2 separate regions of the Mus musculus genome follow, and region 2 is linked to region 1. Evidence: chromatin contacts called from public HiChIP or PLAC-seq data. All regions are on one chromosome and are shown on one strand. The core of a region is the stretch at or near the end of the contact, and the rest is flanking DNA. Distances in the headings are between cores, read along the strand shown.

What was found. HiChIP or PLAC-seq counts read pairs in DNA pulled down with a chosen protein or histone mark.
Region 2: a contact with region 1 is called in an H3K27ac HiChIP or PLAC-seq map of embryonic stem cells, with 10 read pairs. The contact joins the promoter of 2810454H06Rik here to the enhancer-like site in region 1. A contact is called at or near these places in 2 of 39 promoter capture datasets (hippocampal neurons and macrophages), 3 of 484 Hi-C or Micro-C datasets (the 3T3-L1 cell line, bone marrow-derived macrophages and embryonic fibroblasts), 7 of 115 datasets of contacts at active chromatin or transcription factors (the SCID.adh cell line, embryonic stem cells, epiblast stem cells and 3 more) and 4 of 9 other capture datasets (adipose tissue, liver, macrophages and 1 more).

What each region holds. Positions count from the first base shown.
Region 1 is chr6:134,958,937-134,962,806 of GRCm38.p6, reverse strand. No RefSeq gene overlaps it. Among named protein-coding and RNA genes, the nearest start is that of Apold1, 21 kb to the left of the region's middle. Within about 2 kb of position 2,201, at least 25 of the 459 cell types and tissues checked have an H3K27ac peak or open chromatin away from gene starts, as enhancers often do. A contact at or near this core is called in embryonic stem cells and liver, where this site is marked.
Region 2 is chr6:134,896,053-134,900,173 of GRCm38.p6, reverse strand. 2810454H06Rik (RIKEN cDNA 2810454H06 gene) reads right to left here and starts at 2,213. Exons shown (of 1, transcript NR_029441.1): 1 at 1-2,213. Gpr19 (G protein-coupled receptor 19) reads left to right here and starts at 1,980. Exons shown (of 4, transcript NM_001362050.1): 1 at 1,980-2,342; 2 at 2,961-3,012. RefSeq lists a cis regulatory region at 2,033-2,568.

The DNA of each region.
Region 1 (3,870 bases), core at 952-3,451:
TGGTGGATTCAAATTTAATTCATCTACCCTTCCCTCCTCTGCCCTTGAGGGTAACTCATGACAACATAAAAGAAAATCTAAAACAAGGGCTGCATGCTTGCTTACCTAGCCCTAGCCCTGGCTCACTGAAAGTGAGTCTCTTGTGATTGCTCTGTGGTCCATGAAGAGCCAAGCTGTCTCACAGTTAAACAAACGACAAAGAGTTTCATTCTCCCCAATATCTAAAGAGGCAACGCGTGAAAAAGACACACTCCCCACAATTCAGCCCCTTGCCTAAATTCTCATTGACCCTAAGGCTTCTTCAGCCTGCTGACCCCTACTAAGGCCTTAACAAAGCCCCAGTGACATTGGCAAGGCCCTCCAAGCTCCCAAGGGGCTTTCCAAGGTCTTTCCCCAGGCCACAGCTGTCACAAGCTGACTGCACCATCATTAAAACCTACCTGGCCCAAGATAAGCCCATACAAACCTCCCCTCTGAGATAAACATCCCCACACATGAAAGGCAAGGCTTGGGAGCAAGGCCAATGCGGCCTCTCCTGAAACCTTGGTCTCTCCGTGTTTATTCTCTTGCTTCTTCCTAATTGTGTTTACTTCTTACTTATCAATTTTCTGACCAATGCACCGAATGCTGGACCGTTGTCACGGTGCCCAGGGAACTAATTACGCCCCTCCTCAGAGCTCTAAACAAAGCCAGACAAGACAGCGGAATGGAAGGAGACGCCAGATCACTGTTTATTCCTGATAGAGCTTGATTGCTAAGTGTAGTTTAATGTGAGAAGCAGAAGAGTTTCCCAACTCAGTGGTCTGAAGCTTTATTGGGAAAGAGCCCCAAATCTGCCAATTAAGCCACAGCCCAAGGGCAGAGCTAGGAAAGGCAGCCAGGGAGAGCCGGGCTTATACTAACATAACACAGCTCTCTACCTAAAAGGACAGCCAGCCTTTGGTTTGTTTCAAATTGTTTTGGTTTTTGAAACAAGGTCTCCTATACCACAGCTGGTCTTAAACCTGATTTGTGGCTGACACTGACCTTCAACTTCTGATCCTCCTGCCTCCACCTCCTGAGTGCTAAGATCACAGCTTTGAGCCGCTACACAGTTGATGAAGGTCTAGGGATCAAACCCAGGGCAAGTACTCACTCAAGTACTCGAGTCACCAAACTAAACCCCAGCTTTGGTTCGTTTTCCTTTCCTTTTTAATTGTTAGGTTTGTTGTGTGGATGTGTGGATGGGAACCAGTGTGCCACAGCGCAGGGGTGGAGGTCAGAGGACAACTTCAACCACTTCCTGGGCTCTAGGCATAGAACTCAGGCTTTGAGTGCCCTACCCACTGAGCCATTCACTTGGCCTTGGGTCGGGTGCTTTGGGCTTTGTGTGGAACAGCATCCTGCTGTGTTCCTGGGGCTGGCCTAGAAGTCCATATAGGCTGGGCTGATTGCTCTATTTGTAGCTAAAAAACAGTTTTGTTTTGTTTTTGTTTTTAATGTCCCAAGTCAGTCTAAGGAGATTAAACGTAGGGCCTGGTGTTTTCTAAATAAGCATTCTACCACTGAGGTATACCCCCCCCCCAAAAAAAAGCGTTTTTTACTTAGATACATTTGTTTTATTTTGATAGTTAAATCTCTTAAGTAGCCAGGCATGGCTGCACTGGCCTGTAATCCCAGGAAAGAGGAAAACAGACAGGAGAAGGAAAACAGAAAATGTTGGCTTGAGGCTAGCCTGGATTCCACAGTGAGACTCTGTCTCAATCGATCAATTATCCCTTAACTAATCAATTAGTTAAATGAGAACTTCTCAGGCTAACACACCACTTGGAGGCATCAGATGTGCCTCTGGAGCCTTGCTGTTCCCAGGTAGGCATTGACCTTGTGGTAATCCCCCTGCCCCAGGCTCCGGAATTCTGAGGTTATAGGTGTGTGCTACCTTACCCAACTTGAACATTTAAAGAAGGAAAGAGAATGTGAAAAGGGAGAGAACGCTCTTTAGACTGTTATTTGCATTTCCTTGCTTGTCTTCAAAAATTGTGTAGCTAATCCATCCCGCTCCCCTCTCCCCGCTCCCTGCTCCCCACCCCCAACCCCCACCATTCTCCCCTTCTCAAACTTCCAGTCCCTTTCTCTTTTAACCACGACCTCTCTCTGTGTTCGGAAGAGCCTTTTGGCCTCCTCTAGTTCTCCTCTCTGCCAGTGCCCCTGCTTAGTTCAACAAAGGCGCTCTAGTGAGCACAGGGCACAGAGGGTACAAAGCTACAAAGCTCGCATTCTTCCTGGTAGACAAGAAAAGAGGTGTTGGCAGCGCGCATCATTTAAAAGCGTGTATCCTCTGCCCCAAAGGCATAAATAAAATTCCAAGTAGGCCAGAACTCAGCAGGAAAGAAAAGAAAACTCAATGTCAAGGGTCACTCAGGAAGGGGATCTAGGTAGACTTAAATTTGTTGTGACTTTGGTGGAGAGAAATCAGAACCGTGAATCTTGGGTGGAGGCAGACAATGAATGAAATGAGATTCCTAACGGGGCCAGGTCCCCGTCTGCAGGCCAGGAGCTGGGAAGGGCTCTCCAGAGATGCTGAGCATGGGGACAGGATGAAGAGTGAAGAGGAAAAAAAAAAAAAAAACGATGCACGAATTCACAGCAAGCATGCATGGACTTCACTGACAGCTACAGATTCTGGGAGGGACAATGAGAGACAGCACCAGAGTCACCTAATCCACCTCACCATGCAGAGCAGAGGAGTCAGGAGTGCAAGTGACACTTTCCAGTCACATTTAAGAATATCACCAGCCCTCTACATCTGTAAACCCCCTGTGTGGGTTCAGCCACCTGCTGGTGGGAAACATTTGAAATATATTTGGATTTTTACTCTTGTTATCTCCCAAACAGCGCAGGATGACTGTTTGCATAGCATTTATATTCTGGTGGGTGTTGTAAGCATTCTATAGATGATTTATAAGATTTATCGTGCTTTTAATTTTATGTGTCTGGGTGTGTGTGTGTGTGTGTGTGTGTGTGTGTGTGTGTGTGTGTGTGTGTGTGTATGTACAAGGAGGTGCCATATTGTCCGGAAGAAGGTATCCCATCCCATGGAGCTGGGGTTGTAGACAGTTGTGAGTGGCTCCAAGTTCGTGCTGAGAACTGAACCCTGTCCTCTCTGAGAGTAGTATGCACTTTTAACCACTAAATCACCTCTCCAGCCCATCTAGGCTCACTTAAAGCCCAGAGAAGGGCATGTGTCCGTTGCAGACAAATGCTGTACCATTTTACAGGAGGGCTGTGAGCACCCAGGGAATCTGATTCCAATGGAGATGCTGGAATGAATCCACTGGAATACCAAAGACTCGTGTAAGCATTCTTAATGTGCCAGTGTAGCATGTTACCACCGGCAGCCTAGCACACAGTCAATACCTCACATATTTGGGACTGACTGATGAGGTGGCTTAGGGTGCTAAGATGCCTGCTTGAGTTTGATCTCTAACTCCTGAAGGCTGTCATCTGACCTCCACACAGGGGCTATGGTATATGAGGATACATATATACATGCATGCATACATAGATTCATGGGTTTCACCGGGGCAGAGTTCCTTTGTAGATGTTGTAGAAGACAATCTACCTCCCTGAAATCCTGCTTCTTTGGCCTTATAACCTCTTTATTTTTCAGAACTTCCAAGGTTGCAAGGTAGAGTCAGTCCCCATGTCACTACGGTTCTATCTGGTCCACATTTCAGGATGATGTCATTCCAATAGAACCATCTGAATGATCCAAGCTGACTCCCTACTGTAAGGTCAGCAAATTAACAAATTTAATTCTCTGCAGCCTTAATTCTCCTTTGTCATAGGACATAACATACTTGCGAATTCCAGGTTTTTTTTTAAGATTTA
Region 2 (4,121 bases), core at 964-3,463, 63 kb after region 1:
TGAAGGTCAGACTTTTATCTCTTGAAGAAAAAAAAAAAAAAGACAAAAAAATTGTTTGCTGTGTGCATTTACATGCATCACGTGTGGTTCCCACGCTGGGCAGGAAAGGGTACTGGATCCCCTGGAGTTGGAGTTCTCAGAGTTTATGAGCTGCCATGTGGGCAGTAGGAATTGGACTCCAGTTGTCTTCAAGAGCAGCGACTGCTTTTCATCGCTGAGCCATCTCTGCAGCCCCGATGGACTCTTCATCTAACTCCCATACAGACTTTCCATTAGAGCCAGATTATACTGTTCAATGCAATCCTTTAGGGTGGCTAAGGTGGCGTACCTCTGTAGTCCCCGCACTTGGGAGAATGAGACAAGAGGATTCCAAATTTGAAGCCATTCTCCATTACATAGCAAGACCCTCTCTCAAAAAACAACCAACCGCTACAATCTGCAGTGATAGCTTCTTTGAGGACAGATGTCAGTCTTAACAAAGGAAGCCCTTTTTGAGTTAGTCTAGTCATAAATATGAACAAGAAATTCATTCACCCTCTCTGTATTTTCTCTCTTATGAAGGAAATGTCAGGTCAATATAGGTGTGGAAAACTGGTTATCATTCTACCTCAAGTAAGCTATTGTTCTTATCTATAATAGAGAACCTGTTTCTTTGTTTAAAACAGCGTTTCATGTAGCCCAGGCTGGTTTATGACTCCATACGTGGGGATTGCCCTGAACTTCTGATCCTGCCTCTATAGGTCTACCACCAAGTCCCATTTTACTCAGTTCTGCATAAATCCGTGGCTTTTAGGCAAGGAGCCTACCAACTGATCTACAAACCCCATTTTTTTTCTTCTTCAATGTACCACCATACCCAGATTGTATAGGAAAAAAAATGTTCAAAGTATGCTAAATTTTACTATTATATTGAACATAAAAAAAAAAATCCGAGGTGAGATGATAGCTTCTCTTGAGACAAATGTTGGAAGCATGACAAGTCTTCAAGTTCTGACCTCTTCTGTTCACATACATACATTTCCCCCTTCTTACTGGTTAAAATCTCACTTTTTCTGGTAGAAAAATGTTACAAATCTAAAGACTTCAATCTCACCGGTCAAAAAATAGGGTCTAATAAAATTGCCAAATAAATTCCATTGTTTTGAAAACTAGAAAAATGCTCAGGCTTAGCTAAGTTGCCAGTTATTAATTTTTTTTGAACGTACTGGAATCTATCAATAGAAATTCCTTCACAAATCAGTTTGCCTCTACTTGCAAATGGATAACCATATCTAAAATAATCTATGCTTATCAGATAATATTTTATGAGCACTGTCTGAGTCTATTTAGAGCGGACTTTGAAGGGACATTCAGACTCTTATGAACTAACTGGCTTCTGCTTTAAAGGGCTACTGCTTCTAGTGTCAGCTCTTTCTAGTTTCAAAATTTGCATGGCCGCCTTTCTGAGTCGCCTTCAAGAACAGTCTTAGCCCAGTCAGGAATTGCTCGAACTCCGGCGGCCTTAGGGTCAGGCTTATTTGCATCTTTGCTAAACAAAGTCCATCCTTTGAGGCGTCAGCGCCGCCGGTCTTCGCTCTCACGCTCCGCTGCTCACTTCAGCGACGGTGGCGTGCACAGCACCTGGGTCATCTGTGCTCACGATCCTGCCGCGACACCGACTCTGGGCGTTGTGGTTCTCATTTCAGGGCTCCGAGATTCCCACGGCACACTCGGCTGCTCGCTCCCTAGTCCCGGGACTAGGAGGCGCGGTTTTCCCGGAGAAATCCACGTCAGCCGCGCAGGCGCAGGCGCAGGATCTGGGCGGAGGGAAGGGGCCTGCGCTCGGCCCGCGGTAAACAAGCACTGCGCAGGCGCCGTGCGCCAAGGTGATTTTTTTTTTGTTTTGTTTTTTGTTTTTTGGTTTGCATAGCATCATAAAAAAGGGGGAAGGCCAAAGCAAACCCTAGCATCTTAAGACGATCGACGGTGTGGCTTCTGCTACTCTCACTCTGAGGCACCGGCTGCGCGACCATGGCAGCCATAACTCTTCCACAGAGCTGCCGGCCTTGAGCTCTTTCGCTCACTGTCTACACTGAGGCTGAGAGGACAGAGAAAAGACAGAGAAAAAAAAGAAGAAAGAAAGAAGATTTAAAGGAGAGGTGGTGGGCGGTTCCCACAACGCCACCGTAAAGACCTCTGTGCCTCTTTCCCCAGACAACGCGAGATCCTGTGCCAGCCGGGACTCCGCCCCCGCCCCGCCCGTGGCTGTGTGCGCATGCGCTGGGCTTTTTGGCGCGCAAACCGTTCAGAACTTCCTGCTTGGTCACAGGTGGCCCCGTCGGCCCCCGAGGGATGTCAGTCAGGTCGGAGCCGGGGATTCACGCCCACTGCGGCACGTCCTTAGGGATTTTTCGGTCAAAATTCCACTTGACTGTAACTCGCCCCCCCCATTCTTCTGTTCTCGTATGGGTCATGAGGTCTCCGCGAATCCAAGAGTCAGAGTGGGAAGAGAACCCCTCGCGGTTTTTAAAAGATGTTGCGATTTCGTTGTGTGGCACGCGAGCTAACTGGCATAAAAGGATAAATCTGGGGAACGAACGGGACTTCCCCCCCCCCACCCCCGAAGATTCTGAGAGGCTGTGAATGTGGACCGGGCTAACACAGTGATATGAAGATGAGAAGTTTTAAAAATGGAAGGAGCCAATGAAGGCTTGAGAGATGAGGCTAGGAGGAATTAGAGCAGTAGAGGAAGTTTAGCTTAAAATATTTACGCATATTTATAAGCAAGTAGGCAGCAGTGCCGCATATTTAGTCTACGATAGCGAAGTGAAATGGGGATGTCTTTGAGTGCAACAGAAACATTTTTTAAAGTTGTCGCAGGCAAGAGCTGAGGTTGGGGCGGGGTAAAACAGATAATCTGGAGTCTTAGGATGTTGCAAGTGTGGACCGCTCTGACTGATTTGGCCTCTTTTCTCTCTCAGGGGACGTGGAACACCTGCACAAACTGGATTTTTGCCCTATCACGACTCTGAGGTACCATCCGGCAACTGAAGTGTCCTCTTTCCAATAGAATGCCTGGCCTCTCCCACCAACTTCACGGTTCAGCCGGAATGAAATTTGGCTAACAAGTCACTCAGATGAGTCACTGGCTCATTACAAGATTATAGATTTCTAATCTATAGCCTTCCAGTTGTGTAGATCTTAGGATTCACTCTAATATTGGGAGCAGTGCTATATAGTACAGACAGTATTGTCATTTTTACTGTCCCTGGAGATTGTTTGCAGGACCTTGCACAAGTCCCGCAATGCATGATGCTCAAGTCCCCTGCGTAATGAGGTATACTATTTGCATATGACCCTTGTACATCTTTCTGTAAAGTTTAAACAATCTCTAGATTATTTGTGATATGTACATCGATGTAAATGCTATGTAAATAGCTCCTGTACTATATTGTATAGGGAGTAATGGCAAGAAAAGCATTCAGTACAGATGCAAATTTATCTTCTCTATTTTTATATCTGCTTTTGGCTGAATGTGAGGATGTGAAACCCATGGATGTGGGGGGTTGACTCCTCTCTCTCTCTCTCTTTCTCTCTCTCTCTCTCTCTCTCTCTCTCTCTCTCTCTCTCTCTCTGCCTGTGTGAAAGAGTTACCTCACTGTATTGATCAGATATGCCTAAATGGACTAAAAAAATCTAGTCTCTTATCTCAACTTTCTGAATAGCTGACACTCCCAAGTGTGTGTTGGGTACAGTTCTGGATATATTTTGATCCTTTGTGTGCTTTATAAAGAAAATGCAGGAAGATTGACGGGATATATAATTTGACTAGTCCTAACAACAGAGTAGCAATATAGCTTCCTTTGTAAGAAAACAAAGAATGGAAGGTCTTAGGATTAAAGCTGGCAGTGATGGAGAAGGCGCTATGTTTAGAGGAAAGCCCTTGGAAACCAGGTATAGGATCATACACCTATAGCCCTAGCTACCCAGGGATGAGCCAGGAGGACTGCTTGAACCTATCTGGGACATAGCCTGGGGAGGGGATGGAGAGAGGAAGGAACGAGGGAAGACAGAACCAGACCCTCTCAGACAGTTCCCTGTAAAGCACTGTATTTTGGCTGATTGTATTCTGTTGTGTGGGT